Linked DNA regions of Mus musculus: region 1 is linked to region 2. A link is a contact called in public HiChIP or PLAC-seq data. All regions are on one chromosome and are shown on one strand. The core of a region is the stretch at or near the end of the contact, and the rest is flanking DNA. Distances in the headings are between cores, read along the strand shown.

Region 1 (2,700 bases), core at 172-2,671, 520 kb before region 2:
GTTTGTTTTTTAAAATTGCTGTTTGAGCTACCAACTTGAATTTCATAATATATATGAAATTTTGCTTGAGATTGGGGCAGAATTTCAAGCAACTTCTGACAAGCCCTAAACATACTTCTGTCTTTTTTCCTATGTATGTACAAAATGTTGAGTTTCAGCATCAACAATTATATATATATTTAAAAAAATCTATGAACTCTGAAAAACATTGAAGATTCCTCAACTACCTTGTGTGGAATCAAATATTCAGCCAAGATTTAGTTCTTCTTGTAAAAGTAAGGAGTATATTCATCTCATTACTGTGTGAATTGATTTCATCTATAATAATGGGAAACTATTTATATAGCAAAGATTATTTTAAGACTTGGAAAAATGACTCAGCAGTTAAGAGAACTCACTCTTATAGAGAAGTAGAATTTGGCTTCCAGCATCCAGACTGGGTAGCTGACAACTGCCTCTAACTTCAGTTCTGGGGACCTGAGGCTTCCTAGTCCTGCTGTTGGGGGTACATGTCTCTCGTTGGAGCTAATGATTTGATGCAAATACCTTCATGAAATACCATTTTACAATCTGGGCTTTCCCCCTCTCTATACCAGAGACTAAAAACTCAGGGACTCGCACAAGCTAAGGTAACCATGTCCTGTATCTCAGTCCTTTGCTGCTGTTGTTGTTGTTGGGCTGGTGTTTGTGTTTTTTTTGGTTTTTCGAGACAGGGTTTCTCTGTGTAGCCCTGGCTGTCCTGGAACTCACTTTGTAGACCAGGCTGGCCTTGAACTCAGAAATTCGCCTGCCCCTGCCTCCCAAGTGCTGGGATTAAAGGCGTGCGCCACCACGCCCGGCTTGTGTGTTTGCTTTTCAACTTTAAGCTAGTCTTACTAAGTTGCCAAAGTTGACCTTTAACTCACTATGAAATGAGTTTTCCTTTTGCCACTTGCAAGCGTGGAAGAGGAAACCAAGGTTCTGAAATGCATTGTGAAGAATCTTCATAATCTGAACTTCTCATCCTGCCTCTGAGAGTCCGGTCCGGTCTCCCACTAAAGACTGGCTGCAGTCACCCCAATCCTGCAAACACTTGGTCCTGGGAGGCTAGGGTAGCAGCTCAGGAAGCATGTTAAATAAGATATGCAGTCTTCCTCTAGGCTGCAACTCTTCTTCAGTTTGCATTGTAAACAAGTTTACAGCAACCCCTTCCTTCATCTTGCCAGGCTCTTAACAAGCTGGGGAGGCTGAATTTTCCTCAAGGCTGCTGACATGCGCAGGAAAGTCAAGAAGCAGAGGGATCCCTGCATAGGGATCTTGGAGATAAGCCCCATTCCCACCCGGCCAGCTGCAGAAGCGCCAGGCTAGTCCTGTGCCAGAGTCATGTGACACAGAAGCTCGAATCCGTCGCTATGGGGCAGGAGTCAGCTCCTCAGCGGCCACTGCCGGATGTTTCATCATCCCCACCATCAAAGGCACTGTTCATCTCGAGGATAAGTCAGGCATCTCGCTCCAGGTGAGTTCTGCCGGGAAAGCGCGGGGCAGGAAGGAACCCGGGGCTAGGCGAACAGCCGCAGGCGGTGGCCGAGGCAGGATTCACGGGCGGTTTCCCAGCTGGTTGGGACAGTGGGCCTCAGGGCTAAGCTGCAGACTTTTCTGCAACAGGTTGGGATGAGAACAAACTGGCCTAGTGAGGGAGGAGCTGGGTGGAGTTGAGGGCTATTATAGGGAGGTTGGCCACGCCTCTTACAGGTATATGTTTGCCTCAGTTACTCATAGGAAGGTGCTAGTGAGTCCCCAAGCCACTCACTGCTCCACTGCTCCAGCGGAATCCGAAGTGAGTGTGGCAAGTCTCTAGAGAGGTGAGCTCTGTCCCCAGCCTTGCTGTTAGCTGGTAAGGATCCCACAGTCATTCCCCCCAGGATGGAGGCAGATGACCAATGAGGGCCTGGAGACACTAGCACTCTGGGATAGGTGTCAAGCCTGGTCCAGGGGTCTTCTTGGACCTGCAGCTAACCTCTGCACGCTGGTCCCAGAGAGAGCCTTCTGTATTAATACCTTTCTCTCTGCTAGTCCTGTAAGACATAAGATCAGCCAGGCTTAGAGCTGCCTAGCCCAGCATGGGTGAAATCTGAGGTCTGTCTTCACACTGTATCTGCCAGGACCAAACCTGTCACCGGGGCCACTGCGATTCTCATAGCCCTGAAGAAAATGAGTGTCAAGAAGAAAGATCTTATCACCTTACAGGACCCTGAAGCCAAGTACCCGCTGCCCTTGATTGAGAAGGAGGTAGTGGGTCACCTAAACCTCCCTCTGGTTAGGTGAAAGGGGAGGGTGGGGGTGGGGGAGAATGCTAGCTGGGGATATGAGGTGATCAGTCACCTCAGGACCAAATGGAGCACCTTTCTAAAGATCTGGACCACAAAGCAAAACTCCTAGAGAGTCAACAGAACCTGCCTACCTCTTTCTTCTTCTTCTTTTTCTAACCAGCAAATCAGTCACAACACCAGAAGGTTCCGCTTTGGGCTGCCCTCACCAGACCATGTCCTGGGGCTTCCTGTCGGTGAGCAGTGCTTGGTGACATGTCCAAGTCTGAGTGTTTGAGTACTTGGCTCCTATTAGCAATGGATTCCCATTCTTGTGGGATATGGAGGGTACACTGATATAACCCTGGACCACATGAATGGAGGGAATAGGCAGCTGGACTTGAGGACAGTGTCC
Region 2 (2,700 bases), core at 110-2,609:
CTGTGTCCTCCCATATCATTGACTAATCATGATAATCTTTCATAGACATGACCATAGGATAATTTGATCAGGGTAATTCCTTAATGGACATTGTTTCTTCACAAGTATTTCTAATTTATTTCAATGAAGTTGATAATACAAACTAGCCTGTAAGAGCAGAATAAAGAGATGAATCTATGATCCAAACCCCCAAATCTCACAGCTATTGTCCACCAGATAGTTAATATGGGCTGTGTCTCCAGGTTTGGAACCTTCTTGTTTAAATCTAAACCTATCCTCAATTTCTGGCCTGGGTTCTGGGATTCTTCAAGCTTCCAAAGGGATTGTCTTATATTTGTCTCCTATGTATCCTCAGTGTCTGTATGCTGTTAGGAACAGGTCAGTACTTAATAAATAAGTGCTGAGTGACTGAACTTTAAATATAAGTATGTTTGCAATGTCTGGAGTTGCATACTCTAACAACGGTGGAATTTAAGTCCATGGCTGGGGCTCTGTGACGGCTACCCTCACAGTATACTTTTGCTCTCTTTTTAGGCTCTTTGCAACATACTGCAGTCTAGGATTTAGCTGGGAAGAGAAGACTGTGCTGAATGAGGATGACAAGGTCTCCTCTGTGCTCTAGAGAGCCGCAGAGCATGGCTCAAGCTCTCACCCTTTCTGGCCTATCACCGGGAATAAAGCATCCCACCCTTTTTACCTACAGCATGTTACAATTACTTGAATGTAACTTTTATGGATAAACCGTTTACTTTTGTTTTTTCTGTTTCTGTCTCGTAAGTCCCTCCTTAAGGGCAGACTGGTTTCAACTTCTTTCATCATTAAGTTGTTCTTTAATATCTGAGCTGATCAGATAGCTCCCTCTACAGTCATCCTGGCATCTTTCTTTCTTTTTTTTCTTCCTTTCCTTTCTCCTGTAGTAGTATATTTTGTGAACAATAATTTCTAATACTTTTAAAGTCAACTTTCCAATTAGCAGAAGTGTTATCATCCTGTTTTTTTGTCTTTCCATAATCTACCACATTATAAGAACTTATGACATGATATTTGCAAATCTAATATAGTCTTTTCAACTTTTTCTAAACGTTCATATCACTAAAAATTTCCCTTATTGGTAAAAATTGGTTTCTGTATTAATCAGATTTATGGAAAGGAGCAACTAACAGAATATATGTACATATACATGATATGGAAATTTGCGTATATTATGAACAGACTCATACACATAAATTAAAGCACAACATACACATATGGGGGGAGGGAGAGAGAGAGAGAAAGAGAGACACTTGTAGACACCTCTCCTTACAAGGTTAGCCAGTTACAAGGTCTGCAGGGGCAGAAGTTCTCTCCGAGCAGAGTTCTTTTGTTCTATCCAGGAATTCAAATTGAGGGGCAGAGACCCATCCACAAAAGGAGACCATACTTTACTCTGCCTACCAATTCAAATGCTAATTTACCCAAAACACCCTCACAAACAAACCCAGAAAAATGTCTGACCCGGTGGTATCTGAACACCAGGAATGCAGATTGGAAGCAGCTGCTGAACGGAGTAAGTACAATGTCAGAAAATCTGTAGAGACAGAATTCTCAAGGTTATAGGTGACTACATTTAAGTTCAAGGACAAGGCCACTGGGTTCTGAAAACAGAATTGTCAGGAACAAGGCCTGACCTTGCTAGTTGAATGTAGATGACAAAGCCAGACATCTGGTTTGGGACCCACTCTAGAACCAAAATATCTTGTAAAACCGATTTCCTCTTCACTATGGTTTCCTTACATAAAAAATGGAAGAGTAGTACTACTTATTTCATAGGTCTGTTGAAAAGCTCAAGTTAATACATGTAAGTTATAATAACATATATGTATATAATAATGTTATATATAACATGCATACCATATATAAAACATATATAAGTATGTATTGCTACTATAACATATATTATATATTTGTTAATATATCAATCTTAGCAAAAAGTAAGCTTTACAATGTACTTGCCATTTTCTAAATTATCTAAATAGAAAACAACGCAGAAGACTATAATTATAGAAATAATTCCTTCCAAGATCACTATATCATAGTAAACCTGACTTCCCTTACAAAATCACTGTATCATAAATCTTTGACTTGAGAAAAACAAAGTCTGATTCTTAGAATAAAAGAGCTCTCTGCCTAGAGTTGGGGAAATGCCTCTGTGGTTAAGAGTACTTGCATGCAGTACTCCCAAGGAGGGCAGAATAGTGTTGGATCCCTTGGAACTCAAATTACAGATGGTTGTGGGCTTCCATATGGGAGCTAGGAATCAAACCTGGGTTCTCTGCAAGAACAACACATGTTCATAACCACTGAGCAATCTCTGAGGTCAAACATTTATTTTGATATAGTGAAGAACACTTTGGGCCAAGGTAGGAGAGATTTAAATGCTCACTATACTGACTTCTTTCCCAAGCCCTGGTAACTGACTACTCCCTCTAGTACACTTCAATAGAGCTATACAAGAGAAGGCTAGGACTAGATCATTCCTAGTTGAGTTCCACTGTGTGATCCACAAAAGGAGGGATCAGTCCTGGGAACTAGGATTTCATAAATATCTGATTGCTTGGAGAATGAAGAAAACTTAAAAGAATGAAATGACATTGAAAGGACGATGACCCCACTGGCATGGGTAGAGTGAATGGAAGCCAGCACCCCAAGAAATCTCCTAAG

The links. HiChIP or PLAC-seq counts read pairs in DNA pulled down with a chosen protein or histone mark.
Region 1: a contact with region 2 is called in an H3K27ac HiChIP or PLAC-seq map of embryonic stem cells, with 4 times the contacts expected there. The contact joins the promoter of Cyb5r2 here to the enhancer-like site in region 2. A contact is called at or near these places in 7 of 39 promoter capture datasets (the 3T3-L1 cell line, the C10 cell line, cranial neural crest and 4 more), 1 of 484 Hi-C or Micro-C datasets (nephron progenitors) and 6 of 115 datasets of contacts at active chromatin or transcription factors (all in embryonic stem cells).

Annotation. Positions count from the first base shown.
Region 1 is chr7:107,756,753-107,759,452 of GRCm38.p6, reverse strand. It overlaps Cyb5r2 (cytochrome b5 reductase 2), which reads left to right and starts at 1,421. Exons shown (of 9, transcript NM_177216.4): 1 at 1,421-1,495; 2 at 2,142-2,268; 3 at 2,470-2,542. The coding sequence starts at 2,191.
Region 2 is chr7:107,235,835-107,238,534 of GRCm38.p6, reverse strand. No RefSeq gene overlaps it. Among named protein-coding and RNA genes, the nearest start is that of Rbmxl2, 28 kb to the right of the region's middle. Within about 2 kb of position 1,359, at least 15 of the 459 cell types and tissues checked have an H3K27ac peak or open chromatin away from gene starts, as enhancers often do. A contact at or near this core is called in embryonic stem cells, where this site is marked.